7 separate regions of the Mus musculus genome follow, and all the other regions are linked to region 1. The links are chromatin contacts, called in public HiChIP or PLAC-seq maps. All regions are on one chromosome and are shown on one strand. Each heading gives the region's core, a stretch centred on a gene start, on an enhancer-like site or on the middle of the called end of the contact. The rest is flanking DNA. Distances are from core to core; before and after follow the strand shown.

What was found. HiChIP or PLAC-seq counts read pairs in DNA pulled down with a chosen protein or histone mark.
Region 2: a contact with region 1 is called in an H3K4me3 HiChIP or PLAC-seq map of craniofacial prominence, with 6 times the contacts expected there. The contact joins the enhancer-like site here to the promoter of Dlx5 in region 1. A contact is called at or near these places in 12 of 39 promoter capture datasets (the 3T3-L1 cell line, the C10 cell line, cranial neural crest and 7 more), 8 of 115 datasets of contacts at active chromatin or transcription factors (craniofacial prominence, embryonic basal ganglia, embryonic forebrain and 5 more) and 1 of 9 other capture datasets (embryonic stem cells).
Region 3: an H3K4me3 HiChIP or PLAC-seq map of stem cell-derived neural progenitor cells shows a contact between it and region 1, with 12 times the contacts expected there. The contact joins the enhancer-like site here to the promoter of Dlx5 in region 1. A contact is called at or near these places in 11 of 39 promoter capture datasets (the C10 cell line, cranial neural crest, embryonic stem cells and 6 more) and 11 of 115 datasets of contacts at active chromatin or transcription factors (SST interneurons, craniofacial prominence, embryonic basal ganglia and 8 more).
Region 4: a contact with region 1 is called in an H3K4me3 HiChIP or PLAC-seq map of fetal liver, with 27 times the contacts expected there. The contact joins the promoter of 1700019G24Rik here to the promoter of Dlx5 in region 1. A contact is called at or near these places in 6 of 39 promoter capture datasets (the C10 cell line, cranial neural crest, frontonasal cranial neural crest and 3 more) and 12 of 115 datasets of contacts at active chromatin or transcription factors (SST interneurons, craniofacial prominence, embryonic basal ganglia and 9 more).
Region 5: an H3K4me3 HiChIP or PLAC-seq map of craniofacial prominence shows a contact between it and region 1, with 12 times the contacts expected there. The contact joins the enhancer-like site here to the promoter of Dlx5 in region 1. A contact is called at or near these places in 10 of 39 promoter capture datasets (the C10 cell line, cranial neural crest, embryonic stem cells and 6 more), 19 of 484 Hi-C or Micro-C datasets (astrocytes, bone marrow-derived DN2 thymocytes, bone marrow-derived macrophages and 11 more) and 15 of 115 datasets of contacts at active chromatin or transcription factors (PVALB interneurons, craniofacial prominence, embryonic basal ganglia and 10 more).
Region 6: a contact with region 1 is called in an H3K4me3 HiChIP or PLAC-seq map of embryonic limb bud, with 8 times the contacts expected there. The contact joins the enhancer-like site here to the promoter of Dlx5 in region 1. A contact is called at or near these places in 9 of 39 promoter capture datasets (the C10 cell line, the HPC-7 cell line, cranial neural crest and 5 more) and 17 of 115 datasets of contacts at active chromatin or transcription factors (SST interneurons, acute myeloid leukemia, cardiomyocytes and 11 more).
Region 7: a contact with region 1 is called in an H3K4me3 HiChIP or PLAC-seq map of neural tube, with 5 times the contacts expected there. The contact joins the enhancer-like site here to the promoter of Dlx5 in region 1. A contact is called at or near these places in 10 of 39 promoter capture datasets (the 3T3-L1 cell line, the C10 cell line, HPC-7-derived erythroid cells and 6 more), 1 of 484 Hi-C or Micro-C datasets (embryonic fibroblasts), 12 of 115 datasets of contacts at active chromatin or transcription factors (craniofacial prominence, embryonic basal ganglia, embryonic forebrain and 6 more) and 3 of 9 other capture datasets (embryonic stem cells, embryonic tail and embryonic trunk).

What each region holds. Positions count from the first base shown.
Region 1 is chr6:6,880,159-6,884,271 of GRCm38.p6, forward strand. Dlx5 (distal-less homeobox 5) reads right to left here and starts at 1,910. Exons shown (of 3, transcript NM_010056.3): 1 at 1,374-1,910. The coding sequence starts at 1,728.
Region 2 is chr6:5,934,000-5,938,112 of GRCm38.p6, forward strand. The region is part of intron 10 of Dync1i1 (dynein cytoplasmic 1 intermediate chain 1); the gene reads left to right. Among named protein-coding and RNA genes, the nearest start is that of 1700019G24Rik, 41 kb to the right of the region's middle. Within about 2 kb of position 1,807, at least 6 of the 459 cell types and tissues checked have an H3K27ac peak or open chromatin away from gene starts, as enhancers often do. A contact at or near this core is called in craniofacial prominence, where this site is marked.
Region 3 is chr6:5,954,441-5,958,553 of GRCm38.p6, forward strand. The region is part of intron 10 of Dync1i1 (dynein cytoplasmic 1 intermediate chain 1); the gene reads left to right. Among named protein-coding and RNA genes, the nearest start is that of 1700019G24Rik, 21 kb to the right of the region's middle. Within about 2 kb of position 1,906, at least 7 of the 459 cell types and tissues checked have an H3K27ac peak or open chromatin away from gene starts, as enhancers often do. A contact at or near this core is called in neural tube, where this site is marked.
Region 4 is chr6:5,975,681-5,979,793 of GRCm38.p6, forward strand. 1700019G24Rik (RIKEN cDNA 1700019G24 gene) reads right to left here and starts at 1,713. Exons shown (of 3, transcript NR_040255.1): 1 at 1,612-1,713. All of the region lies in intron 14 of Dync1i1 (dynein cytoplasmic 1 intermediate chain 1), which reads left to right.
Region 5 is chr6:6,018,122-6,022,234 of GRCm38.p6, forward strand. All of the region lies in intron 16 of Dync1i1 (dynein cytoplasmic 1 intermediate chain 1), which reads left to right. Among named protein-coding and RNA genes, the nearest start is that of 1700019G24Rik, 43 kb to the left of the region's middle. Within about 2 kb of position 1,925, at least 4 of the 459 cell types and tissues checked have an H3K27ac peak or open chromatin away from gene starts, as enhancers often do.
Region 6 is chr6:6,037,049-6,041,161 of GRCm38.p6, forward strand. No RefSeq gene overlaps it. Among named protein-coding and RNA genes, the nearest start is that of 1700019G24Rik, 62 kb to the left of the region's middle. Within about 2 kb of position 2,088, at least 31 of the 459 cell types and tissues checked have an H3K27ac peak or open chromatin away from gene starts, as enhancers often do. A contact at or near this core is called in embryonic limb bud, where this site is marked.
Region 7 is chr6:6,157,358-6,161,470 of GRCm38.p6, forward strand. The region is part of intron 3 of Slc25a13 (solute carrier family 25 (mitochondrial carrier, adenine nucleotide translocator), member 13); the gene reads right to left. Among named protein-coding and RNA genes, the nearest start is that of Slc25a13, 58 kb to the right of the region's middle. Within about 2 kb of position 2,369, at least 21 of the 459 cell types and tissues checked have an H3K27ac peak or open chromatin away from gene starts, as enhancers often do. A contact at or near this core is called in craniofacial prominence, embryonic stem cells and neural tube, where this site is marked.

The DNA.
Region 1 (4,113 bases), core at 660-3,159:
TAGCCAAGGGCTCCAAAGTTCAAAGACCGACAAGCAAACTATGTTCCTTCACTACAGCGGCAAGCGGTCGGTCGGGGCTGCGGCAGACAGAGAGCCGATTATGTAGTCCCCATAATCTCACTGCAGATCTGAGAGGGCACAGATGTGTCTGGTTTCTTTCACAAATAGACTTAATATGTTCTTGACCAAAAAAAAAAAAAAAAAAAATCCTCTCCCTATGCAAGGATACAGAGACAGCAAGAGGAGCAGACTCAAACTTCCATCAACAATGTATTGCAAAGGAATCTGTAGTAAGGATATTTTCGTAGTAAAGGGGAGGAACCAAGGAAGAATTCTCACTGTCATAAATGTACCCCGCTGGGGTCCTGTGAATCCGTGTTTTGCTAATGTGCCCCTAGGCCACATGGCCCCTTTTCCCCCTTCAGTCCTGAAAGGAGTGGAAGAGTCGGTGTATGAAGCTGCTGCCAGAGGAAGGGTGGAGAAGGAGGGAGGGCTGCGGTCTCCGCTCTACTGGAGTAGGGGATGCTAATATTAGCAGCCTTATTAATGTGTCGGTGAGGGGAGATCAAAATCGACTAGTAAAATTTCTCCACTGAGACTTCACGCCTCTCATTTACCGCCCAAGCTCTCTACCCCACTGTAACGCTCTAAGGAAGTTTCACAGTGGACGGAAAGGGGAGTCTGTGGGGAAGAAGGAAGGCAGACAAATTCTAGGCACTTACGGAGAGAGCACTCGATGGAGTGTGTGTGTGTGTGTGGGGGGGGGTCCCTCTAACAGAGTGAACTCTCGGCAATCCTCCGCTATTTTAAATGACTTTTTGTATTTGGAAATACCTTGGATAAACCGCAAAGTTCCCTGTTCGCTTTTCTGTCAGGCTGCAGCCCTCCGGCCCCCAGGTCACCCGGTGTGCTGCCCGCACCCTCCATGAGAGGCCTCGGGGCGCTTCGCTGGCTAATCCAGACTAGATCTCACCAACTCAGCACGCTCACCCAGAATTCCAACTAACTTTCCTTTTATTACGCAAACACCACTAGGGCTGCTTGATTTCACCCACCCCCCGCCCCCCAAATCCCTTAGCCTCTTTGCAGCCAAGCTGGCTTTCTGGCTAGGCCAGCTAGGAATCCAGCTAAGGAGGGATCCTCGAGCAGCGCCAGAGGCAAAACACCCGATTAAACCTCTTCAAAAGTCCTCCACTGCCCCCCCCCCCATGCCGGTGTGAGGTGCTGTCCTGTTTGCAGTCCCAGGCCCCCACTCGCTTCTGCGAAGCACCCTTCTATGGGTGCGGACAGCGTGGCCCTCATCTACCACCCAACTTGGCGCCCGCGGGGTTACGGATGCCCTGGGTACCTGCCTCCCGCCCCCGCGCGCCTACCTGGCTGGCTGGTGGCACTCGGGACGCGGTTGTAGGCGCCGCCGTACTGGTGGTAGGGGCTGGCGTAGCCGTAGTCGGCATAAGCCTTGGCCGGGTAGCCGGCTGCGGAGCCGTTCACGCCGTGGTACTGGTACTGGTAGGGGTTGAGCGCTTTGCCATAAGAAGCAGAGGTAGGAGAGCAGTAGCCGTGCGGGGCGGCCCCCGCGGGACTGTAGTAGTCAGAATCGGTGGCCGAGGACTCGGGCAAAGTTGGCGATTCCTGAGACGGGTGGTGCATGGCGGCGGACGTCGGGAACGGAGCTTGGAAGTCGCCGGATCGGATGCTTGGGACTCTTCTGTCAAACACTCCTGTCATAGCTCCCGGGCGGTGGCTGTTCTTCTACTGCGGCGGCCGCTGCTGCCTGAATTGGCTGTGGAGCTGCTCTGGTCTAAGCAGACATGGCTGTGGGAGCGAGGGAGGAGGAGGAAGAGGAGGAGGCGGCGGCGGCGGCGGGGAGGAGGAGGAGGAGGAGGCTGGGAGTCGTGGAGGCTCTGTCTCCCGCAGGCTGACTGCTGGCTGAGGCGCAGCACAGCCTTGGTTAAATCCTTAATTGCGCGCTTACGCACAGCGGGGTGGATCGGGTTCCATTGGCCAGGGCTTCGGGAGCAGAGCAACACCCTAACTCGTCCAACTAGTTTTAGCACAACAAAGCATTGCTTAAAGAGAGAGAGAGAGAGAGAGAGAGAGAGAGAGAGAGAGAGAGAGAGAGAGAGAGAGAGAGAGAGGCGTACAAGGAGAGAGAGAGTGTGTGTGTGTGTGTGTGTGTGTGTGTGTGTGTGAGAGAGAGAGAGAGAGAGAGAGAGAGAGAGAGAGAGAGAGAGAGAGAGAGAGAATATGAGTTGTTCCCTGTTGGGGGAGGGAGGGTCTCAGTCGATCTCTTTTTAGTGAATAGCTTCGACAAACCAAGCAGTCCCAGGGCCTAGCTCCGTGCTGTTTGAAGACAACGTGTTCCAATCAGCAATCTCAAAAGTACAGTTTAGAGGATGCGGTTCTTGATGCTCTTTTCTTGCTCCACACCTACCAGTCCTCTCCCCCCTCCTCCGACGGAGACTGTAGGAGAGAGCACCGCTGTGGGACTGTGTGCAGAGGAGGAGCAGTGTTAGATGGCAGTGAGAACAAATGGAGAACAGCATTGTCTTAGTGGGATGATGGGAAGCAAGTTGCAACTAATTTATGTTGAAAATTTGTAAACTGGAAAACAGTTGGACACGCAGCAAGCGCTTTTGCAGAAGCCCCTGTTTCTCAGGACTCCACAGAGATGTCCAAGAATCTAGACGTCCCCAGTGGCAACTGAAGTCTTTACAGGGACTGCTGAAAATCAATGTCTTTCATTCCTGAATACCTTGCCACTGCCTGAACTCTCTTAGTTGGCTTTCCCAGAGAGCTGAGCAGCCTTTTGGTTTTTTGCTCAATATCCTCGACTACTTGGAAGCTTCTAGAATGGCTCTTGTCTCAGTTCAGGAGCCAGATTCCTGCAAACGTGAATTGATTTGGGTGTGTGACCTATAGTGTGCCTCCAGACCAAATGGAGTATGAAGACCGAAAAGTAGGCAAGGAACCAAGTCCGCTTGGGAGATGGGGTTTCGATCATGGACGACCCTCTCCTGGTTCCATTACCTACATCCACTCCAATCCCCCTCTCAATTCTTGAGTTTGGGTTCTGTAGCATCCCCCATTATTTCCTGCCTACTGAGCATCTTCGTTTATGTACAAAGGGAGCAGGGTTCAAGACTCATACACTGGCCACAGACCACCAGAAGAAGTTTATTTTGTCAACATGGGCTTTTCCTCTAGTTATGATTGAGTGAGGCCTTAGGAATGTGTTCTGATCCTCACTCAATGCTGTGTCTACTCCCCTCAAAAATGAGTTGTATCCTATTTTGGGCCTCCTTTTGGCCAGGAACCTGGGAGTGTCATTGAATGTTCAGGGTGGAATCTTCTGGTTCCTCTTCTGGTTCCCCTTTTGCCAGGGGAAGAAGTGAAAATCTGCCTGAGTTTTGTCTGAGGTTACTTTGTTCTTGTTTTGGCAACCAAGGACTCCAAGCCTCTGTCAGAGAGCTGGAAGCAGGAGGTCAGTCCCTCTCTGGAATCTGGAGCTGCAACTGGAAGCAGCAACACGTGCCTCAGGTGCACATGGGCCCCATAAACCCAGGCTACTGTTGCTTTTCCTTGGCTGTACAACTTCAGCTTTTGTCAACAACGAGAGGGAGCTAGCATGCAGCAGGGCCACCCCTTTCTTCATCTGGAGTCCCTACTTGCAGCCTTGGTGTCTCTAGATTTCCCTTCTGACACAGATGTGTGGGTTTAACAAATGTTTGCTGTTCCTTGACACTGATCCCTTGCCTTTGATTTTCATGTGGCTGTCCAGGCTCTAGATTTGCACTGAGTGTCTTCAAGGAGGCAAACGTACTGCTGACCTTACTGGATTATGATTGCGGTCTGCTCTAAAGATGCTCACCTAATCCATGGGGCCTTACAAATCAATGCCTTGAGCTGGTCAAAGTGTTCAGAGGTTATAAAAAAAAAAAGTGCAGAGAGATGGGTGATCCCATCACAGGCCCCAATTTTATTTACTATAAATTTAAATGTAATAACCAGGAGGAAAAAGGTCAGCATGGTCATTATCGCCAGAAGGAGTCTAATAGTTCTCTTAAACCTTGGTGAGAAGGCAGCTTCCCATGACCCTGATACTGGAAACTG
Region 2 (4,113 bases), core at 557-3,056, 950 kb before region 1:
GAGAAAGAATGAGGGCAGCCAGGCAGCAGGAAATATGGGGGAAAAACACTTTTAGTATGAGGGCAGAGTGAACTAACTAGTAACTGGCAGGGACACCTGGATTTCAGTGGATTAAGTACCATGCCTGCTATTACTCCTGGCATGCAGGAGATACACATACATTTTGGGGGATTGGATGAAAGGTCTTTATTTTTGTTGTTGTTTTCTGTTTTGGATTACCTTCTCATACTGATTCCCTCAGTTTTATCACAGAACTCATAGCTCATGTGGCTGTCTGGAGTCCCGTGTAGAGTAGGCTGGCTATTTGTTGTCTTTTCTAGAGATGTGTGAGCGTGGACATTCTCGAGCATTTTCTTTACCCGGATTCAGATACCTGGGGGCAGGTTTAAAGGCATGTCAACAGGAGCATGTGGTCTCAGGAGGACAGTGGTTTCCGTCACAGGTCTATAGAAGACAGGAATAGAATCCCCTCTTGATCATTTCTTTCTAAAATGCTCTCTCTCTCTCTCTCTCTCTCTCTCTCTCTCTCTCTCTCTCTCTGTGTGTGTGTGTGTGTGTGTGTGTGTGTGTCTGTGTGTGTCTGTGTGTCTGTGTGTCTGTCTGTGTGTGTCTGTGTGTCTGTGTGTGTGTGTGTGTGTGTGTGTGTATGCATGAGCTATCCAATATCACCAGAAGAACTGACCAGTTTCATCCCTCTCCCATTACTAATAAACAAATAGACTGATGTTTCTCTAGCCGCACGGGGATTCACACAGTTTTATCAAAACAGTTCAGTCAGGGGGGTGCCTCAGAAGCGTGGCCACTGGTGCCTTGCCCCTCCTAAGGCAAATTATATCCCACCCACATGCTTGCAATTAGACCTATAAACGTGGAAGGAGGACAAAGTCAGAAGGTATTTGGTGGGAGAGAGAAGGGGTGAAGAGAAGAGAGTGGAGAGGGGACTTTGGTGAAGGAATGTTACACATTTGTGTGACATCGTGAAAGATTCAATTTTTAAAAGAAGTTGATTTTTTAAACTAAGTGCTTGTTAACAAAGAGAACCAGTGAAAATAGAATTATCATCTTTAATTCCAAGAAAAGCCTTATACCCTTTATTATAGCAAGGAGTCTATATTTAGTTCTTCCCACATGCGTACTGATTATTAGTGTTGCAAAGACATGCTTACTCCTAGATAAAGAATTTAGCAGAGTGTTGTTTTTTTCTCGAATCAAAGATTTAGATTGGTTTCTTTATGCTTGATCGTAGCTGAAAAACTGAAGTGTGCCTGGATTGGGTATTTTTAACCTCAGTATCCTCAAAATCACTGTTTGTCTTGTGTCTTAAAATCGTCATTGGAATCATCATTTACAAGTTTCACTTTCTAATTCAAAAGCTGGTATGTCTCCTGCACTCACCCATTTAAAAAGTAACTGCAGTGCCTAGGACAGTGAGCTTCGTTAGTTAGCAGTGCACCCTTGCTTATCCTGTAAGCCCATCCTTGGTTCTGTGGAGTAAGTGAGGGCAAACACAAGCATGCCTTATATACAGCAAAACCGTTTGTCTCTTTAAAATAAGTTTACTACAAATATATTCTGAAATATGCAGAGAATGGAATCAAAATGTGGACACAAGTGCCCATGTTCATATAAATACATGCACACAAAGTCAACCAAGACTCCAAAATCCCAGTCAAAAGCTATATTTCATAAAAGAGAATTATAGTAATGTTGATAGTTGGCCAAAACCTCAGGCAGGGACAGAATCCACAGAGTGTCCTGAGAGGGATGCCTTTGCAAAGCCACGCCTTGCCAGATGGTTCAGATTAGAGATGCTTAAAAGCACATGGCAGCCTGAGTTTGGCTTAGAATTCATAGTTAATTCAGTAGATAGAATAATGCAAATTTGAAACCCTATCCTGTGTATCAGAAAAACCATCAAATCTTATGATTGCTCTTCGGGGAGGTTGGTATGTAATGTGTTGATTTTTAAATGATCTAATTGAAATAGTAAAATTAACCAAGAAGCCTTAGACGGGATTAAAATAAGGGAGCACAAGTAAAAGCACCCCCCCTCGCCAAGAGTTATTCCTTTAAGCTGTCATAGCCAATCAATTTGTATGGGATACGATGGCCAATTGTCATTTCCTGAGATAGACTATGCATAGGGGTCATGTTTCAGAGGCAGCATGAAAAAATGGAAAAAATAATTTCAGTGCATGACGCCAAGAGAAACCGAAATGTCCTTAAAGACCATGAAGTGCTGCCTAGATCCCCTCACCTTGCTAATAATAGCAGAGAAAACAGCTTATGCACGAGGTTTTTCTTGGACTTTTTCAGCTCTTCCTCCTGCAGGCTCTTAGTCCTCACTGTCCACATCCTGGTGTCTAAAAATCTACTGTACCACCCTTGATCCCACAGCTGGCCAGACAGTAAACGACTCTTCGGAAAGGTCTGCGGGAGAACCGTGGTAATTCAGAACGTAGATCGTCACATGTATTACTTACTTACAGAACCAAGTCGGCCATCATTGGGAAGAGAGGTCCCTTGGTCTTGCAAACTTTATATGCCCCAGTACAGGGGAACGCCAGGGCCAAGAAACGGGAGTGGGTGGGTAGGGGAGCAGGGCAGGGGGAGGGTATAGGGGACTTTTGGGATAGCATTTGAAATGTAAATAAAGGAAATATCTAATAAAGAAATAAAAATAAAATGAAAGAAAGGAAGGAAGGAAGGAAGGAAGGAAGGAAGGAAGGAAGGAAGAAAAGAAAGAAAGCATCCCAGATGCTCAAACTCTGCCACCAAAGCAGTGCTCACTCAAAGACTCAGTCTGCTACTTCCCTAGAACAGTAACACATTCTAAGAATTTCCAAGCATAAAAACTGGAGTTGTGGTTTTTAATAACTAAATAGAGCTTTACAATCAAAACAAATGTGTTTCTCCAGCAGCAGGGACACACACAGAGAGAAATATGGAGGGAGGTTGAGAGACTCATATGTATAGAATCTATTGAACTCACTGGCATTTTATTTATATTTTAAATTAACATAGAATTACTCATATTAGTAAGATGGATCGTGTTGCTGTCAGAACCTGTGTCCACTGTTTAATGATCAAAACAGTGAAGTCAGCACATGTTTCACTTTATATACACCATTCTCTGAGGGGAGATCTTTCAACATTCCCTTGTCTGCTGCTTGAAAATATTCAATACCCCATTATAGACAGTTTTCCATCTTTGAGACATAACATCAGACCATATTTCTCCATGCTCTAACCTTGTACCATTAACCAGTCTTTCTCTATTCCCATACTTGTCTGTCCATCTTCATCATGAATTTTATTACTCCTTACTCTTTTTATTAGAGAATCTCAGCTTCTAATTAAATAAGATACATATATACAAGCATGATAGCTGGATATAGAGTTTTATTGTTTTATCGTCTGGTTGTATCTTTAATGCCTGGGGATGGAAGGTAATTGACTGCTCAGGGAGGTACAGCCATTTGAGAGAGTTCATGTGTATCTTCCAATTGTTTTTTAACACTAGGCCAACCTCTTACAATTAAAACTGCTGAAAAAGGACTTGTTTTGAGATAAGGAACTCATAGCAAAGAACACTAGCTATATGTGTATGCCCTTTTCCCAAGCCACACCTCTGATCATGACCCCTGTGTTCTGGTGGCATTTCCCTCAATATTCTTGGTCTAGTTCATGAGAGCTCTGCAGAAGCTCAGACCTCGACTTCACTGATGTTGAAGACAAAGCTCCTGCCACGCAAGCCTCGCAGTGTGTGTGTTCCTTGCTAAGTCTCTACAGTAGCCAAGACCTACAAAATATCATCACTTTGAATAATAAGGAGAAAGGCAGCCACTTCTTACATCAGATATGGCTCACTGGAGGGGAAGAGGATAGTGTAATTAAATTGGTTTTTGAAAATAATCACGACCTCCAAATTTTCCTTTATTATGAATAAGAATGTTCATTATGTCAGTTTCTTTAGCATGATATCTGATACTTTCATATATTGTTAAGCATAATACTATGTGAAAAACCTGAACTTACGGGTTCTGCCTATGTTAATCAAGATTTGAGGATATTTTTGTTATGTATCTAATACCAGGAATTGTAGCAACAAAC
Region 3 (4,113 bases), core at 656-3,155, 930 kb before region 1:
CTACTGGGGCACCCTGCGAACAAGAGTAAGGTCGAGATGTGTCCAGACACCGAAAATCTCATCCTGAGATTGTCAGCAGGAGTTAGAACTGTTCCCTCCTTGCTCTGGGCCCGCATATCATGGAACATGTAGCCTTACAATCCCTACCTCTTATGATCTGCCATCCTTCAGGTAGTCACTTAGCCTGGTGGCCAATTGACAGGTTTAACTTCCTGTCTTCCTATAAGGACATGTCCTACAAGCACCTGGAATTCCTCTTCATGCAAATGAAGCGTTCTCAGAACCTAGTCACCAGCCAATAATGTACATTCGTCCTGAAAACCCCAAGCCACTCCCCAAAGCTTGTAGCCCCTATTACACCCTATAAAAGAGCTTTTTTTACTGAGAACTGTCTCACAGAAGACTGTTCTCCTCTCCCTCGCTGCCAACAGAGTTCCTGGAGCCTGCCGGGCTGAAGTCCGGTCTAATGTGCCTGGACACCCCAAGGGCAGAAGCAGAACCGAGCCAGCACCCCACCTTGTGAACTGAGTCACGATTGGTTGTCACACCCATTCACATCCCCAGTGAGAGCCAGCTGTTGTGGGAGGGGCTCCTCTGACTGCTGAGACATGCAGCTCCTCTGACTGCTGAGACATGCGGCTCCTCTGACTGCTGAGACATGCGGCTCCTCTGACTGCTGAGACATGCAGCTCCTCTGACTGCTGAGACATGCAGCTTCTAAGATTGACTTAACTACCAGGTTCTCAGACTCTTAGACACGACTTTAAACTGTGGTTACTATTTTAAGTGACTTTGTAAATCCACATATATGTACATGATGTATATGTACATTCATCCCATTGGTTCTGCTCCTCTAGAGGACCCTGACTAATACAACATACATCCCCATTTATCATCCACAGCTTTGTACTTTTTTAACAAATTTTTTCCCAAAATGTGAAACTGTCCTTTCGTGACTTGTCTGGCTTGGTTCTCACAGAAAGAAAACTCTAAGCACTTATCCACATTAAAGGCCACGTGGTACTCGTGCCTTGGTGTTGCTGAACACCATTCACAAGGACTCATCACCTTGTTTGTGCCCTCTCGTCTGTGGTGGGCATTTCAATTGTTTCTGCCTTCTTACTGTTAGAAGTGGTGCTGTTATGGACATTGGTGCTTCGCACAAACCTCTGGATTCAGTGGTCCTGGGTCGTCACCAGGGAGTGGAATGACTGGGTCATGTGGAAACTGCTCCGTCTGCGGGGGAGCCACGAGCCCCATTTTCAGAGTAGCCTCACTATTGTGTCCACTCCCACTGGCAGTTGTAGTGAGCTTTCCATTTTCTCCACACACGCTAGTCAGTGCTTGGAGTCTGCCTCCCACCTTTTGTACGGCGGCAGCTGCATAGCCCCTGCTGTGGACCAGTGAGGGTCTCACCAGAGAAAGGCATGCTAATGCCAAAGAATTCCAAAACCGCTTCTAGGGATGATTGGTTTCTCCGCTATTGAAGGAGTCAGATTCTAAAATCAGCTGCTTTACTGTTTTTTTGTTGTTTTGTTTTGTTTTTTGTTTTTTAAAATGCAAACTGAGAAGAGAAGTAACAGGCAAGCTAACTCAGTGTCTGCCAGAGAGATCTCAGTAGCAATCAAGTGACAACTTTTCGTGCATGGTCTGGTCCTTCCTCTTAGAATTTGGAATCATGGAGTGCACGTGCCAGGATAGACTATCAGAGAAAGAGTGGGGGTGGGGATGGGAGAAGAACATGAATTGGGGCAAAGGACCCTTTCCCTCCATCCATGAGAGTGTTAATTCCTGTCTCCTGGGAGCTTTATCACCTTCACGTCTTCCACACGTGAGCCTTTGGTAGCAACACGCTCTTATTACACGTGTTTCCATTAACAAAAGGAATATCTCCGCGAGGTCCTGAGGTGCTTACAGAAATGCACACTAGTTCAGTGGTAGCCAGAGGGATCCGATCCATCTGCCTAACGGCCTTCTGGCAGTTAAGCATTTTACTTTAAGGCAAATAAAATGTCAGCCACCATTAGGCAGCATCTGGCAACAATATGGTCATTTCATCCCTGGGGACCGACCTCTCCCCCAGAAAAGATGGTACTTGAAATAGGAGAGGCTTTTGACTGCAGGACCTCCTATCCCTCCCACCCAGGCATGGTGGCTAAGGAGTGGGCAGACTGCCACCCACAGAAGGACACAGGGAGCCAGATCAAATGTGAACCTAGGGGGCAAACTTCTCATACAGCAGTGACCAAAGGCTGTTCACCCTCGCTATATGGGTTTGTGGTTAAGGGGGAGTCTGATCTCTAAGCTGGCCTAGATTAGCTCTACAAAATGTAAAACAGTCTCCGCAACCACTTGAAGAAGAACTTGGGCTGACTGAACTAAAAGCAGTGGTGGGCTGTGAGTGAAGAGAGATGCTCAAAGAGGAGACTCCGCCCCTTGGAGTTCTCCGCCCACCCCCCTCCATCCACCCGTGAAAGGGGCAAAACAAGCAGTTCTTTTGAAAGAGAGGGTGAGGATGTGTAACCTTCTCTGGTGGGAGCATCAGTTTAGGGGTTCGAGACCACATGGGTAATAAGAAGAGCTAATTTGCTATCACCAGGGAAGCTGCCTAAGACTGGAAAAATAACACATTTCTTCAATAGTCTGGGCGAGTGTACGGGTTAAAAAAACAAACAAACAAACAAACAAACAAACAAACTTATCAATTGGGCTGGCTTGCTTCTCACACGCAGTGCTGGGATGTTCCCTGTTCTGAATTGGGAGGAATTGTGTTCTTCAAATAAGCCAACTGTGCTGTGCGCCGTGCTGGGAAGCACATTCCCACTGTGGCACGGTCTCTGTGGGAAATAGATGCAGGGTAGGCAGTTTTCCATCAAGCTCCTTACATATAGGCTTATCATATTTCTAGGCCTCCAGTTTGACCAACATGGTCACATCAATGAAATCATGAACTTTGTAAAAACAGAGTTCAACTGGAGTGTCAGGAGCATTTACTTTGATGAAATGGTTGACATTGTCCAAAACTTCTCACCAACGTCATGGCTTCTCTCTCAAGCTACCTTACTAATATTGGTAAAGTCTATCCTTATTTTTTTCAAAGTAAAGACCCTAGCGCTTTAAAGAATAAAATACAATAAGTAAAAAAACTTTGAATGTAAGAATATTGGTACACACATGTGTTTGATTTCTTTGGTTGTTTGTGAATAGTTCTAGCGAAGTAGAGCTGGCCTTAAACTCCTCATCTTCTGCCTCTACATCCCATAGATGGAATCCCACCCCGCGGATGTAACGTACAATGCACATTACCCATGTACCACTGGATTGGGCCACATGCACATTCCTATAGAGCCCTGAAAAGCAAAGAAAGCATCCTCAGGCCAACCAATCTTTCTTGTTTTAATTTTCTTAGTCTTAGTTTAATAATGCCTTATTACAATGTTAGAAAACTGAGCTACTGCACAGTTTTAATGTGTAGGAAAGTGGTAAATTTTAAAGTAACACTAATATTACTTTTAAAAATGTTTTCCAAGATAATTGTCTTTGGGAAAATGTGTTGCTAATAAATAGATAAATAAATAAATAAATAAATAGCCCTTATTCTTTTATGTTTATTTTATTTTTATTTTATATACATTGATGACTTGAATGCATGTATGTCTGTGTGAGGGTGTCAGGTCCCCTAGAACAGGAGTTACATACAGACAGTTGTGAGCTGCCATGTGGGTATGGGGAAATGATCCTGGGTCCTCTGGAAGAGCAGCCTGTGCTCTTAATTGCTGAACCATCTCTCCAGCCCCCACCCTTCTTCTTTTTTTAGACATGTCAAGTACCTTTTCTGAGATATGTCTTCCTACTTTTTACCTGACAACTATAAGCAGGAAGGTGATGTCACCATTTGGGCTTTTCATTGGCAGTTAGGAAATTCCATGACAGTCCCAGCAGCAGCAGCAGCAATTAAGTCAGTAGCTGTATGCAGTAGTATGCAGTAGTATGCAGTAGTATGCAGTAGTATGCAGTAGTATGCAGTAGTATGCAGTAGTATGCAGTAGTATGCAGTAGTATGCAGTAGTATGCAGTAGTATGCAGTAGTATGCAGTAGTATGCAGTAGTATG
Region 4 (4,113 bases), core at 463-2,962, 900 kb before region 1:
AAATATATTTTCTATACTGCTGCCAGTGATTTGCTCAAAATAAGCCATTTGGGAAAGGGAGAGCCTGTGAATAGAGATAAATAAGACTGCGTGTGTGTTGGTAATTACTGAAGCTGAGTGAGTGACATTAGTCCATTTACCAATATGCGTGTGCAATGTTTGAAGTCTTCTCTAACAACATTTAAAGAAAACCTGAGAGTAAATAACCCTGACAAATATTCAGAACTGTGATCTGCCTCTGTATTTGCCAACCCAGAAGTCGCCAGTGCTCAAGGAAAACACACTTTCTTTGGAGCATGAGAAAAGAGCACAAATTATAATAGATCAAGGCCTGAGAACAAGGTGAGAAGCAGCTGGGGCACCCAGGGTCTGTCTTTCTTTCTTTTGACTATTGAATTTTAAGATGGAGTCTCTTGTAGACCAAGATGGCCTCAAAATCACCCCATAACAGACAAGCCTTGAACTGCTGAAGCACAGGCCTGAGCCTCCCTAGGACTGGGATGTCAGACATTCACCGTGGGGGTTGGGTTTTGCTGCTGCTGTTGTTGCTTTTGTATCTGTTTAAGAACTGTAAGATGCTTGTCCATGTTGATGTTACAGAAGTACGGGTAAAGGAAGAAAACAAAATCTATAAGTGTATGCTGGAGGGAAAGGTAGTTAAAATGTTTGCATAAATAGTACCCCTAGCACGGGCAGAGCAATTCAGTTTAGCTTTGAGCAATGACATCTGTTCTATAATAACAGAGGGACAGGAAGTACTGGGTGGGACAAACACAATCCAGCAGGCTTAGTGACTGGAGGAGAGCAAACACTGATAATGACTATTTTCTTAACAAAGTAGGAGACTCAGGTCTCTGGTGAATGGAAGTAGAAACGCTAGAGGAAACAGATTTCAGCTAGTGTAGATTCATGAATATAAAACAAATTGTGTAAACAAAACACAAATGGCTCTGGGCACGGTGGTGGACCGTTTGTGGTCAGAACAGTATTTTCATGTGTCTATCTTTGAAGCAGATTTTTACCAATGGAGGTCAGCGGTAGAAGTTTCTACATAAAGAAGGGAAGGAAAGGTTTCTGGGTTGGAGCTTTACCAGAGTGTGATGGAAGTAAACTAGAACGTGGGACCTGGAGATAGAAGAAAGGAGGCATTTGGTTTTATAAGCTCATGAAAACAGGAAATAAAAACAGACAGGAGGAGGAAAGGGAGCGAGCATCTGGAAAGCCATCGAGGATCAAAGAATGGGTAGGAAGGAAGGAACTGGGAAAATGATAGCAAGAAATTGCTATAGGGAAGTAGGATGCGTGGATGTAGCATTTCATGACTGGCCTAGCTCCAAACGAGGTTTTAAAAAATCATGAAGAATACAGTTGCCCACAGTGGAAACCTAGTGAAGGTGGAGGTCACTCGAAATAGGAAGAATATAGAGAAGAAGGCAAAGGTGCTGCGACACAGTGGGTTTGAAATGGGTCAGATCATCCCAGATCTGACTATAGCAGGGCAGAAAGAAACCATGATGACAGTGGTTAAGTTTTCAGTGACCCCGGCTTTTCCCTGGAGTGGAAGAACGGTGAAGCAGTCCCAAGGAGCAAGAAAGAAGCCTTTTCACTCACTGTTTGGAAAATGCACACACGATAACAAACAGCTGCTGCCCGAGCAAGGTCAGCCTTTTAGCCGAAACAGGAAACGTTGGTCTAGGATTCCACTGAGGTATAGAGAGCTACCAACTGGAAAACAGACGACACGGGGTGGGGGTGGGGGTGGGGGTGGGGGTGGGGAGCATTTACTATGGAACGAGAGATCCACAGTGATGGGGATGGGGGCACGTTGGAAACATCTGGAAAACAGCAAATTGTGAGAACAGATTTTGACAGATGCATACTAATAGAAATTTCTACAAAAAAAAAAAAAAAAAAAATCCTGTGCGGACCTACAAAGAAGGAGGAAGTGGGGCGGGGCTTAAGTTCCAACTCGGAACTCTGCAGCTTGAGGACAGCTTGAAGGGAGTCAAGATTAAAACACATTACACATCCATCCTTAGCCCCAACCCTGACCACACCAAGTTTCATCACTAAACCGCTGTCAGGGAAGACTTCACTGGGAAGCAGAAACTTTGTTGGAGTGGTTTTCCTCATAAACAGAGGGCCAGGCTGCATTCCAGGCAGCTGAGTCAACAAACACAGTAGCAGACATTTTTATCCAAAAGGCTAGAAAGTCGGGGTCCAGTAGGGAAATGACGCTGGAGAGATAGCTGTGCTTGATACAGATTTTCAGTTTATTAGATGATGGGGGTAATTAATTACAATTTAATTATAAGAATTTTTGTGATACAAAACCAGTTAATTTGCATTGGGTAGCCCATATCAACCTTGTGGTAAACGTTTCTTTCTTTTTTTTTTTTTTCAAAAAAATTTATTAGGTACTTTCTTCATTTACATTTCAAATGCTATCCTGAAAGTCACCTATACTCTCCCCCCTCCCCCCACTGCTCCCCTACCCACCCACTCCTGCTTCCTGGCCCCCGCATTCCCCTGTACTGGGGCATATAATCTTCGCAAGACCAAGGGCCTCTCCTCCCATTGATGGCCCACTAGGCCATCCTCTGCTACATATGCAACTAGAGACACGAGCTCCGGGGTACTGGTTAGTTCATATTGTTGTTCCTCCTATAGGGTTGCAGATCCCTTTGACTCCTTCGGTACTTTCTCTAGGTCCTTCATTGGGAGCCCTCTGTTCTATTCAATAGCTGACTCTGAGCATCCACTTCTGTATTTGCCAGGCACTGGCATAGCATCACAAGAGACAGCTATATCAGGGTCCTGTTAGCAAAATCTTGCTAGCATATGCAATAGTGTCTGGGTTTGGTGGTTGTTTATGAATGGATCTCTGAATGATCCTTCCTTCGGTCTCAGCTCCAAATTTTGTCTCTGTAAGTCCTTCCATGGGTATTTTGTTCCCCATTCTAAGAATGAAGGAAGTATCCACATGTTGTCTTCCTTCTTGATTTTCTTGTGTTTTGCAAATTGTATCTTGGGTATTCTTAGTGAGTGCATATCATGTGTGTTCTTTTGTGATTGGGTTACCTCACTCAGGATGATTATTCTCTAGTTCCATCCATTTGCTACAATTTTCATGAATTCATTGTTTTTTTTATTACGTATTTTCCTCAATGACATTTCCAATGCTATCCCAAAAGTCCCCCATACCCTCCCCCCCCACTTCCCTACCCACCCATTCTCATTTTTTTTGGCCCTGGCGTTCCCCTGTACTGGGGCATATAAAGTTTGTGTGTCGGATGGGCCTCTCTTTCCAGTGATGGCCGACTAGGCCATCTTTTGATACATATGTAGCTAGAGTCAAGAGCTCCTGGGTACTGGTTAGTTCATAATGTTGTTGCACCTACAGGGTTGCAGATCTCTTTAGCTCCTTGGATACTTTCTCTAGCTCCTCCATTGGGGGCCCTGTGATCCATCCAATAGCTGACTGTGAGCATCCACTTATGTGTTTGCTAGGCCCCTGCCTAGTCTCACAAGAGAGAGCTATATCTGGGTCCTTTCAGCAAAATCTTGCTAGTGTATGCAGTGGTGTCAGCGTTTGGAAGCTGATTATGGGGTGGATCCCTAGATAAGGCAGTATCTAGATGGTCCATCCTTTTGTCGAAGCTCCAAACTTTGTCTCTGTAACTCCTTCCATGGGTGTTTTGTTCCCAATTCTAAGAAGGGGCAAAGTGTCTACACTTTGGTCTTCATTCTTCTAGAGTTTCATGCATTTGGCAAATTGTATCTTATATCTTAGGTATACTAAGTTTTGGGCTAGTATCCACTTATCAGTGAGTACATATTGTGTGAGTTCCTTTGTGATTGGGTTACCTCGCTCAGGATGATGCCCTCCAGGTCCATCCATTTGCCTAGGAATTTCATAAATTCATTCTTTTTAATAGCTGAGTAGTATTCCATTGTGTAAATGTACCACATTCTCTGTATCCATTCCTCTGTTGAGGGACATCTGGGTTCTTTCCAGCTTCTGGCTATTATAAATAAGGATGCTATTAGCATAGTGGAGTATGTGTCCTTATTACCAGTTGGAACATCTTCTGGATATATGCCCAAGAGAGG
Region 5 (4,113 bases), core at 675-3,174, 860 kb before region 1:
GCTGAAGCAATTGTCATTAGACGTTAAACGTTAAACGTTTTATGACTGACAAATTGTATGAGTTTTATAATTGTAAAGCTTTGTGTTGATTGTTTTTTGGTTGGTTGGTTTTGTGTTTTGTTTTGTTTTGATTTGTTTTTGGCGTCTTGAGGTAAAGTTTTCTTGTTTAGCTCATCTGTCCTGGATCTTGCTCTGTAGACCAGACTGGCTGCAAACTCACAGAAATCCACCTGCCTCTGTTTCCCTATGCTGGGATTAAAGGCGTGTGTCATCGCTGACACCAAAACTGTTAAATTTTGTCTCAAAAAAGTGTCAATGAGAGCAGTTAAGTCAAATCACATCCTGCAAAGCCCAGTATAAAGGTCTGCCCTGCCAGGAAGAGAGACTCTTTGGTCTGCAAAAAACCTGAGACTTTTTGGTTTGGTTTGGTTTTTTGGTGTGTGTGTGTGTCCATGTGTGTTGGCATATCTAAAATAAAATATGAAATCAAATATCTGCTTCTGTGTTTATATATAAATGCATATATATCACATAGGTTGGACTTGAAAATGAGGAAGAATAAATGACCCATTATCCCCTTGTCAAGAAAGAATTAAACGTGTATTTCCTAGAATATCAGCTATCATAACATCTTTTACCTTGGATTTTTTTTACTTGAAATAAATTAATTATGTATCATTTAAGTAATAGCCAGTCTTCTGGTATTGTAGAAAAAACCTTGTCCCTTTTCCTAGTAGGCAGGCCAAACAGATCGGGAGCCCACTCCTAGGCTGTCTTCTGGTGACAAGGTAGTCATTTCCCAGTATTTAGATTAAATCTTTTATTCTTATTGACCTTGGCACTAAGCTCTCTTGAATAGTAATTGAACACCTTCTAGTATCTAGTATCATAAAGAGTCGACTTGTCTAGCAAATATAACAGCAAAGTAGTATAACCTTTGGAGAACCGAATCTGTAGAAACACACCCAGAGATAACGTCCTCCTCTGTTAAGGCAGGCACAGCGTGCCCAACACAGTGTCTGTCATATAACAGGAATGAATGAGTCCCGGCGTGAAGTGTGACGGGAGAGTTAAGCAAAAGCTTAATTGTACAATGCGTTCAGAATGCAGCCTCCAAACCGAGTACAGTCTGGTAGCCACAGGAAGTGTGACTGTATGTGCACAGAAAAGGAGTTTTAGAAAAGACTGTTTGTCCTTCCAGTCATTACCTGGTCTTCCTCCCTCCCTCGCTTTTAGAAGAGAGAGATTGCCTTGGCGGCCAATGCAGTGAAAACCTAGTAGTTGACTCAAACACTTGTCAACCGCTAGAAAAATGCTTCCTTTTCATTGTGGTTTTTTTTTTTTTTTTTTTGGGACACTATAGATATGATAAATCATGAACTGCATTATAAAAATACTTCTTTTATGCCCAAACATTCCGTAGGAGGAAATGACATTTCTTTTATTACCTTGGTAAATGTTTTTAAGGTGTTTAGCGATAAGCTTTCTTTTTGTCAAAACTGCTTAGATTCCGTGGTTGCTAGGAATTTACTGGAAAACCTATAGTCAATAACATGCGGGAAGAGGCAGCAGCATGGTTAGTCAGCTAATGTGGGGAGAGGCTTGTCTAGGAACCCTTTCTTTTTGCCCTGCCTCTCTCTGTGTGTCTTTTGTACTATGGAAAGGGAGGTGATTGGAGTTTAGGAAGTTTATTCTCCATCATTGTCCATCAGCCATTGTTTCCAGCACTTTCTGCATCTTTCGGGCTGAGAAATGGATTGTTCCCAGTAGTAGACAAAATAATAACATCCAACAATTTCAGGAGACAGGCAGCTGATATGATTTCAATATGTGCACAAGCAAGGGCATCTCTAGGGCTTGCCGAATGAGGTCTTTCTTTCTCAGCTGTTGTTTGGTTTTGGTTTTCTCTGCAGGAAAACACCTCTGGATTTTGGTACCCTTGCTTACAGGATAAATTTTAGCATGAAGAATAATTGTAACTGTTAATTTCTCAAGACAAGTGTTTAAATTGCTTATTTCCTTCCATAGTTACTGGCTTACTGCCACTGCCAGACCCGTATCTGTTACTATTTACTTTGTCTTTTATGTCTGATTTTCGTTTCTTACCTTATTAGGTGGGAAAAAAAAATAACGTTGGTTTGAGAAACATCACCCGTTTAAAGATAGAGGAAAAAGGGCTTTGGCAAACAGGTCCAGGTTAGAAAGCAGGTGACCTCCCTAGTAATTTTAACCTATTGACTGGCTGGTAATAGCAGGCTACAGAGCAGATGTGCATGCGTCCGGCTTTCCTGACTTCTCGGAAGCTTCTTCTAAGGCTAAGTCGTCCCGCCACAGTCTACCTCGTGGTGGAAGGCTGTAGTGTGTCTTCGCCTGTGTAGCTGCGTCCTGGCACAGGATTCTGGTCCGTGGTTTCCTCCGTTGCTAACAGGGACCTAGACCTTGCCTTTCTGAGAATTAAACACAGTGAAGCTGCGTTTATGTGAAGCGGGTCTGCCCGGCTGATCTAACGTGGCTGTTTCAGAACCTGCTACATCCCACTTTGCTCCCATCTGTGTGTCAAAAAGCAAAAAAACAAAAAACAAAACAAAACAAAAAAACAAGACAAAACAAAAAACAAACAAACAACAACAACAACAAAACAACAGGCTTTCTCTGAACACAGATGCATGTGTGCATGCCAGTGGGTTTCTGCTCTCCTGGATTTGGGTGCCATTAATATCTGTGGGTGGGTTTGTTTGGTTTTAACCTTTTGAGTCTAGAGGAGTTAAACTGTCATTCTGAGGGAATGTACACAAGCTTCCCTCATTCTGTAAGGCACTAGAAACAGTGTGCATTAAAATAAAAAGGTCATTTGTACAATATCTTTTTAGCAGAAAACTTTCCTGCTGGTGTTAATATTGAATATGACATCGTTCTCGTGTCTGTTCACTATCGGCGGTTCATGTTATAGCCCCACAGACTTTTTTTAAATGACTCCACTTAATTGAAAGATTACAAAGACACTGATGAACCACACATCCACAAAAGTATTTATCTTGAACCTAGAGACCACCTCACTTAGTTTTTTGGCCATGATTAATGGAACTGAGAAACTAATTGAGATTATGGAATATTTTTTTCAACCTCTTAATTATCCAAGGTTTTCCAACCATGCATTTGTAAATGGTGCCTGAGATATATTTTATCACAAAAAGATTCATAGCTAGAAGTGAACTGCAACTATTTAATGGAGTATAGAAATGATCCTTGAAACAGTCTTTACTGCAGCTATTTAAAATCAGCTGCTAGGGACTATAAATCCTTAGAATTTACTGAAAAATGAGGGAGACTTGACGGAGGACTGTTCAGAGCTGTTAGTTGTGTGCTTATAAAAAGAGGCACATGAATGATACCTGTGTGTTTAACCCCGATTATAAATAATCACTTGATTTTTATTACAATGTGTTCAACAATAATCCAGCCTTATAACCTGTGGTTAAAGTAGAATCCTGCTGCAGAAAATGCTGTAACAAAAAAAAAAAAAAAAAAAGAAAAGAAAAGAAAAGAAAAAGAAAAAGCTGCATTGAGATGCATTGGTCCCATGTGGAAAAATAATAGAGGTGTGGAGAATATTTGCATATACGTACACACACATATATATCTAGAAGTAATATATATATATTTAAATTTAATTTTAATGGATAATATAAAGCAACTATGACAAACTTCTCTTACAATCAAAAAAAAAAAATCTCTTTCTTTAGTTATCCCAGTAAAGTTAGCTATTTTTTTTTTAAAACAAACTATTTAGGTAGTCATGTGTAATATTCAGAGAAATAAAAAGTGCTTCAAGATAAAGTAAAAAAATGCAGTTCTAGAGAGGTAGGAAGAAGAAAAACAGGAGAGATAGAAGAGGAAAAGAAGCAAGGAAACGAAGGGAATAAACATGGAGAAAGAAAAATTAGAAGAAGGGGGTAAACATGGAGAAAGAAAAATTAGAAGAAGGGGGATAAACATGGAGAAAGAAAAAAAATAAGAGACATCATTTAACAGGGATTATAAGGGGCCAAGCACTGTGTTCATTTGTTTCTTTCTTACTCATGTTACTACCAGTCATTAGGTGTACTCTCAAAT
Region 6 (4,113 bases), core at 838-3,337, 840 kb before region 1:
AAACAACTGTAGGCACCAGAGCCTTGGTGGCCAGACCAGAGTAAAGGGAGGCGTGTCTATGACCCAGAAGTCAGCTTGAGACAAGCACAATTGCTGCGTCTTCCTAATTTTCCTCCAAGAGTTATCCAAGGGGACTGTGGTTTTGCCTTAAGCAAAACCCCTTTAACATCCCAGCATCTCAAAGCAAACAACATTATTTTATTAGGTACCCCAGCAGATGAAAGCAAGTGTTCCATTTGGACTCTTCTCAGGCAATTAATGCATTAGCTAAAGACAAACCTTCCTGAAAAATCAAACCACTGTTCTCAGCAGCCTCCGATGGATTTGGGGAACAGAGAGCAAGCTTCAAATGTGTAGTCACTGATAAGAGAAATGATTCCCAACTCACCTCAAGCCTAAAGTAACATTCCACATGAAGGAGAAGATTTTTTTTAAAACAACAGTTTAATTTTTCACAATGACCAGGGAATTTAAATTCATCCTTGAGCTCATGTCATTCTTCGTGGCTCACAGAAACAAATTATTAATAATTAAAACCTATTTTACAGCTATGTTGATTTAATAGAAGATTGACTTGTGATTTCTTTTAAAAAAAAGTGTTTGATACTCGGGACTGTATCAATTGTCCCTCATTTCTGGTTTTAATGCCAGCAGCAGAAAGGCCCTATCAGGGACAGTGTGGAAGTCAGTCTGATAGCACAGCCTGTGTCCTCAGCCTGATGTCACAAGACTGTATTTCCAGGTATTTGGTCGATTGAGAGGGGTATATTAACAGTTTCAGCGTGTTTGAGCAACTTGTAAAGGCCATGATTCAAAATTTTAAAAAAGAGAAAAGGGCTGGAGTTACAACTCAGTAATATAACATTTTTATCCAAGGCCAGAGGGTTTAATTATTTAGTATCATAAAAACCACCAAAATATAAGAGACATGGTGGAGGAAAAAGCATTTATTAAAAATTCACCCATTCAACTGTTCCTTCATGCATACCTCAGAATGATAACTTCAAATGTCCGTGGTCTAGAATGGCCTTTCCCTTACAGAAAGCCCTGTTTAGGTTTCAAGGGAGAGGCTGCCACTGTTGAGAAACACACACACGAGGATGTTGGTAGGTATCCGAGACAGGAAGAAGCAGGCAATTCTGTCAGTACATTTTGTCTTAATACCAAAGGCTGAACCTTTGGGAGAAAACTGTGTCCCATCTGCCTCCCCTCCCCCAGGTAAGACAAAAGGCACACACGCCTTTGTGGAAGACGCTCGTGGAAAGAACATTTTAGAAAGCTCTGGAAAAATCCACATCCTGAAAGCATTTGATTACCCAGAATTGAAAATGGGATTTTAGTCAGTGGCAAGAGTACAAATTCATGCCTACAAGTCTGGCTTCTGCGGTCAGAGGCACACGAGGGGTTGGAGGGAAGGTTAATTTGGAAGGCAGATAAACTGGAGCCTAAGACAGATTCAACAAATATTATCACTGAAGTGCCCCCATCCTTGCACCTGAAGCGTCCCGACATGCCGTGCATTCTGAATACACAGTCTGAGGAGGCTACAAACAGTTTCAAGCGCAATTTGTTCCTCGGTTTTTATTCCCTGCACACCGAGTTATGTGCCGCTAAACATTTCCAGAAGACTGTCAAAACGTAAGCGTCCCGAGGTTTACACAGGCCACACCATTAAATAACATATAAGCACAAAGATTTAAACATTGTTTTCCAGCAATGCTAAATATTTTCGCTAAGTAAAAACTGAAGCTTGAAATGCAATAAGCATTTAAACGACTCTTTTCTCTGGGCCAGAATTCTTACTTTTCCCTGTGCGACCCTGGCTGCTGGGATTAAGGCGACCCCAGGGAGCTCCGCAAATGGTTGTGGGTTATGAGGTGCAGCAGGGGCTTGGCGACAGCGCGCCACCCAGCTTCAAGAAACCCAGCCACGACTGGAACCCAAGAACCAGTGTGTTCACTCTGTGGTCAGCTTCGCATTTTCTCTTCTCCCTGGAAAAAAATTAAAAAGGCTGCTACGAAAAGCAGGCCTGTCTCCCCCGCCTTCCAAGCAATCACTGGCTGAGCCAAGCACAGAGCTGCAGGGCTCCAGGGCTCTACACTTGGGAAGGCATGGAAGCACACAGGGGCGACATGCCTACTGGGCCTTTCCCTTAAAGAGGGACACCGTCCAGGAACTTACTGTAGCAATGACAGGAGCCACGCCGCTCCAAACATACTGTGCTGTCACTCTGGGGAGAAGAAAAACCCAGAACAAATTTCACGTGGTTCTTACCGCATGGTGATTGCAGGCCAATTCTAGGCCTGTTACAGGCATGCCACCCACTGAGCAGAAGTCATGGAAATTAGGCCTCCTTCAAAGGCTCTCAAGTCACTGCCTCCTGAGCAGAAAAAGTCAAGGATTTCAAAGAAACAGGGACAGTGTGATCCTATCTCCTACTGGCTCTTGGGCCTCTGCTGGCTTCTTCTTCTTCCTCTTCCTCTCCCCCTCCTCCCCCTTCTTGTTTCTCATCCGTTCCTTCATTCATTCATTCATTTATATATTCACTTTACATCCCAGTATGAACCTCCCTCCTTCCCCATTGTGGAATCACCCTCAGTCCCAGGCAGAACCAAGATGTTCCCCCATCAAAACCAACAGTTCATAAAGGGATGGGTGGACTATGTGCTTTTGATGAGATCTGGGCCAGTGGGTTTTTTTTTTTTTAATCAAAATCTGATCTTTTATAAAATTTCCAACAAGTGTCAAAAGGGAGTATGAGAACTCGGGCTCCCAAGCCCAAAGCTGGGACACTGCATTTTATACCATCCTCAAACTGATACCTGGTCTTCGAGGTTGCTATGTAGTAAATACCACGTTTGTCCCATTTCTGGTAAAGATCCACACCTTTAACAGGCGTGCAGATCAAAAACTCGTGGGTGATGCTGAAGATTTCCAGCTTTAATTTAACTGCAGGGACAGGGATGGAAACCTTCAGGGACTAAGAACACTCACAAACCCTAGTAAATCAATCAGCATCACCTTTGGGTAATGAGTGCTGTTGACAGTAATCACAAACTTGTAAGATTTGCTTCTTTTCCCAAGTCATCACAATGAGGCGAACACTAACAAGGGTTGGATACAGCGAAATTTGCTTCTGGTATAGCCCAGTAGTAACTTACATTACAGGTATCATAGCACAGATCTTATGGCCAACTTCCACTGTAGCTTTATGTTACTTTACTCATCGTGAGAAGAAACTGTAGCAAGTTGGGCTGGGGAGATGGCCCTGTCAATACGGTGTCCACTGTGCAAGTTTGGGCCCTGAGTTTGGATCCAACACTCACATAGAAATCCAGGGCAGAGGCACTCACATGTTACTCAAGAACAGGCAGTATGCTTGGGATAAGGCACAGGTGGATCTCTGGAGCTCATTGGTCAGTTAGGTCACCAAACTTACAAGCTTTAATTCCACTAGAGCCTCTCAGTAATTAAAATGGCAAGAGCAAGGAAGCCATCCAGTGCTAAAGCCTGGTTTCCATACATACATGCATACATGTGCACTCTTACCCAAGCACTTACAGATAAATCTACTCCCCCATGAGCACACATGCTTCCCAAACACACAAATTGTCTTAAGTATTAAAGATGTTTAGGGTGAGCTGGAGAGATGGCTCAGAGTGTTAAGAGCACTGACTGTTCTTCCAGAAGTCCTGAGTTCAATTCCCAGCAACTACATGGTGGCTCACAACCATCTGTACTGTGATTTGATGCCTTCTTTTGGTGGCTGGAGAGATGGCTCAGCAGTTAAGAACACTAACTGTTCTTTCAGAGGTCCTGAGTTCAATTCTCATCACAACCATCTGTAATGGGATCTGATGCCCTCTGCTGATGTGTCTGAAGACAGATACAGTGTACTCATATAAATAAAATAAATAAATCTTAAAAAACAACAACAAAATGATGGTTCGGGTGAGTGTATCTGTCCAGTAGTTCTTTCTTTACTCAGAGTGATGAGATATATGTTCCCCTACTCATTCTGAGACAGGAAAAGGAGCCCATGCATTACTCCGAAAGCCAGCTTCAATGGGAACACAATGTCCCCAAACATGGCATGAAGAGTTGTCAGAGTCC
Region 7 (4,113 bases), core at 1,119-3,618, 720 kb before region 1:
GTGGGGGACACACTGTGGCATGGCTTCTACGCCTTCTTGCTTGTGAGGTAGGCAGACGCAAGTGCTGAGGACACAGGGATGATGGGTGCACCAGAGGAGCAACAAGTAAGCCAGGAGCCAAAGAAGCAAGGCCTCGATGGAGAGGCACACAGGGAATCAGCTTGCTCATGTAGGCAAGTACGGAGAGCTGTAATGCGCACATCAGAGCTAGTAGCCAAGGCCTGACAGTTTTATTGACAAGTCCATAATATGCAAATGAGTTGAAAGGAAAAGGACCAGATGTAAGGATGTCTTGGTAGGATCCAAAGAACCAGAGAGGCTTAGATGACAAAGAAAGGTAGCCAATATCAAGTACTCATCTCTCTTTTTTTATTTTTATTTTTTTTGGTTTTTTGAGACAGGGTTTCTCTGTATAGCCCTGTCTGTCCTGGAACTCACTCTGTACACCAGGCTGGCCTCGAACTCAGAAATCTGCCTGCCTCTGCTTTCCCAAGTGCTGGGAATTAAAGGCGTGTGCCACCACCGCCCGGCAAGTACTCATCTCTTAAGAACAATTTGGAAACAGAACAAAAGTCTTAAAATGTCATTATTCTTTGTCATAGTTACAGTTTCTACTGTGATGAAGCACCATGAGCAAAGCAAGTTGAGGAGGAAAAGGGTTTGCTGACTGACACTTTCACATTGCTTTTCATCACTGAAGGAAGTCAGGTCAGGAACTCACACAGGGCAGGAATCTGGAGGCAGGAGCTGATGCAGAGGCCACGGAGGAGTGCTGCTTACTGCCTTGCTCTCCATGGCTTGCTCAGCCTTCCTTCTTAAAGAATCCAGGATTTTCAGCCCAGGAACGGTACCACCCACAATCGCTGGGTCCTCCTACACCAATCACTAACTGAGAGATTGCTCTACAGGCTTGCCTACGGCCAGATCTTATGGAGGCATTTTCTTAGTTGAGGTTTCTTCCTCTTACATGTGTCAAGTTGACCTAAAACTGTCCAGCACATTCTTTGACATCATAATCTCACTTCTAGGGATTTATCATAGGAGAAAAGTTAGTGAATGTATACAAGCTTTTACTCTTAGGAAGCCTCACAGAACACTCACTGATATTAGTGGAAAAAACTAAAAACAAAACAAAGCAAAAACTCAACATACAATATGTGCTAGGTTTACTAAAAGAACTTTTATATATACAGTACTACCTACCCACCCAAAGTGATATAAACAAACCCATGGCATTAAGTTAAAAATCCCTTACACATAATGAGAAGTAACTGATTCCATCAGCAGGGCCTGTTGGTACCTGTGTGCCACCCGAGCATTTAGGAGGCCAAGGCAGGAGGATCTTGGCCTGGACTCTAGGGGGAATCCCAGGATAGTTTGAGCTATAGGGTGAGACACCTTAACTCAAAAACCCAGCTCCAGTGAGCTCAACACGTTGATAGTGTTTGCTCCAAGCCCAAGAGATTCATACAGGGTTTTCCTGTGCCCTCAGCACATGCACTCATGCGTATGCTCACACGCACATTCCCCAAAATAGCCATAATCAAAAAATGCTCTAAAACTAAAAACAAGATAACAAAGCCAAGTTACTCCATTTTGCTGAAAATAAACAAAAATATTTATATGAGCACAAATTCTGAACAAAATCTGAACCATGCCTGTCAAAGTGTTAACCGTGCATCTCTTTCATTGAATTATTTAAAATATAAGGCTTTGTTCTTTATTTTTGCTCATATTTTCTATTTCTCTCCCAATAACATATAGACCATACTGAGTTTTGCAACAAGGAAAAAAAATTAAAATTTATACAAAATCAAACAGCAAAAGTCCAAGCCTTGATGGGGGGGGGGGGTGGAAGAGAGAGAGAGAGAGAGAGAGAGAGAGAGAGAGAGGTGCAAGAAGACAAGACTGAGAAAAGAGGCAGAGGCTTGGAGGTAGCACAGGGACTTCAGTTATCCAAGGTGGGTAACTCTCCTCTTCCTCCCTGCTGTGGCTCATTCCAGCCCCGCAGAGGCTGAGACCCCACGTGGTCCTTTCATCATCTCCGGGCCCTATCTCCAGGCCAGTTCTGTGGCTATGAGAATTTACACAGCTGCGCAGGAGGCTCTGATCTGCTCAGACTTTAGGAAGTTTGAGTGTAGACAATGCACCATATCAAAATCCAATTACCACTTTACTCCAATTCCTAACCACAAGAGGCCTTCCCAAAAATAACTTTTGCTTATTACCCCCTTCTGTGAGCTGCAACAGAAGTCAGGCGATTGTCCAGGATTAGTGGCAGAGATAAAAGTGAAAGAGTAAAATCTAAGTCCAGAAACAGAGCTTCCAAGACCACCCATGTGCAAGTACTGCGGTTCTGAAAAGGAGGAGGAGGGGCAGGAGGAGGAGGGAGAGGAAGCAGCAGCAGCAGCCGCCAGCATCTGACTCTGTGTTCCCCAGTAAAGAGCCATGGGCTCTATAATGTCTTTTAATAACTTTTTGGCTTTCCCAGCTCTGTTCCTTGAATGCCTTGCAAATAATCCAGTGGACAGGTAGGGTGTTTCCACTCTAGGCTATGTATGTTCTAGACATAAATGATGACAACTACACGAATCTGGGTAATCAAGGAACCGCTCTTCAGTGGCTGGGTAAAGCAATGCGCACAAAGGGCACCCCAGAATCAGGTGACAAAATGCAAAGAATAAAGAAGACAGATGCCTGAGAGCTGTGCTGGAGCCCCAGGCCTGGAGACTTCTTCACTGGTGTGGTTAGCCCCAACTCCAGTGCTTCTAGACTGTAGGGACGGAATCAACAAGCAATTCAGAGGAGAGGCGGGATGCTTTGTGTGAATGGTTAGCAAAGGCGTGCAGGAACCATGCAAGGGGGCTAAGAAAATCCAAGACTAGCTAGCCTCCCTGGGGTAAAATGACAGCCATGGAGTGGCAGGGCCATTCAGACTTTTATACCCATGTACCTACACATGGCATCGCTGCAAAATGAATGCAGGGGAGTGCCATGTCTTGCCAGAAAGACCCCTTGAGCCAGTACCGCGTAGCGCATAGACCAAGCAGTTCTAGTTGATAGCAGCAGAGAGAATGTGGCCAAAGACAGTCTGGTGGAGCGTGTACTAGAAGTCCAATTAGGGCTCCGTCCCCTTCAATGACACCTGGAAGCCTATGGCTGCAGGGACAGTGGCAGTCAGAAGACTGATAAGGGCTTAAGGTCACCAAGGATATTCGAACTGCCCCTTACATAGGTGACAAGGGAGATCACACATAAACAGAAGAAGAAACAGTGCTCTGGTTTCATGTTTCAAGGCAGCGGGAGTTAGGTGGAGACTAGACCAAGTTCTTGCCTTACCTTAGCTTCACCATCCAGTGGCCTCCTTTCCTGGGCTATGAGGGGTGTGTCTGTCTTGCCTGTCTTTCCCCCGCCCCATGTGGGATCCTCTGGTCTCAGGGAATCTTCCCAGGTCCACCCCGGATCCAGCATGGGCTTGGCCTGATCCGGCTGGAGGCCAGTGTGATTGGCTCACAGCTCAACTGAACTCTGGTTCAAACCTCACTGGGGTGTTTGCCAAGGGCCTATTTAAATCCATTGGCTCCAGAGAAACCTGGCAGATCGCATACCATTCAATCAGGCAGGCTACTGCCTGGCTCTAAAAAGCTATTAAAGATTTTTATTACTGATTTTACTGAGTTGCTATCATGAATTTGGCCTATAAATACCACCTCTGCATACATCACTGCCTTCATGTTGACAACGACAAAAAATATTTAAGCTTTCCTAACTGTGAGCTTACCACAGAGAGTGACTCGTCTATACTGCTAACCCTAACTATGTGGCCACAGCCTTATAGGTCACTATAAGTAGCATTCAAGCTACTCAGACTGACAGTGTCAACCAGGGGGTATGGCATTCCTACCTTCACCTTCAACATTGGCTTCCATGACTGAGGCTGGTAACCAAGCACTTAGACCAATATGACTCATCTCTCTCATGATTCTCCTTTGTCAATAGTTAACACTAAATCATACCTACTGCCAACTCAATTTTTATACCCCATCCTCTCTTTCTTTCCCTATTAGGTAACTACTGCCCAGTGGTCTTGGGGGAATCTGTTTCCATGTCTAA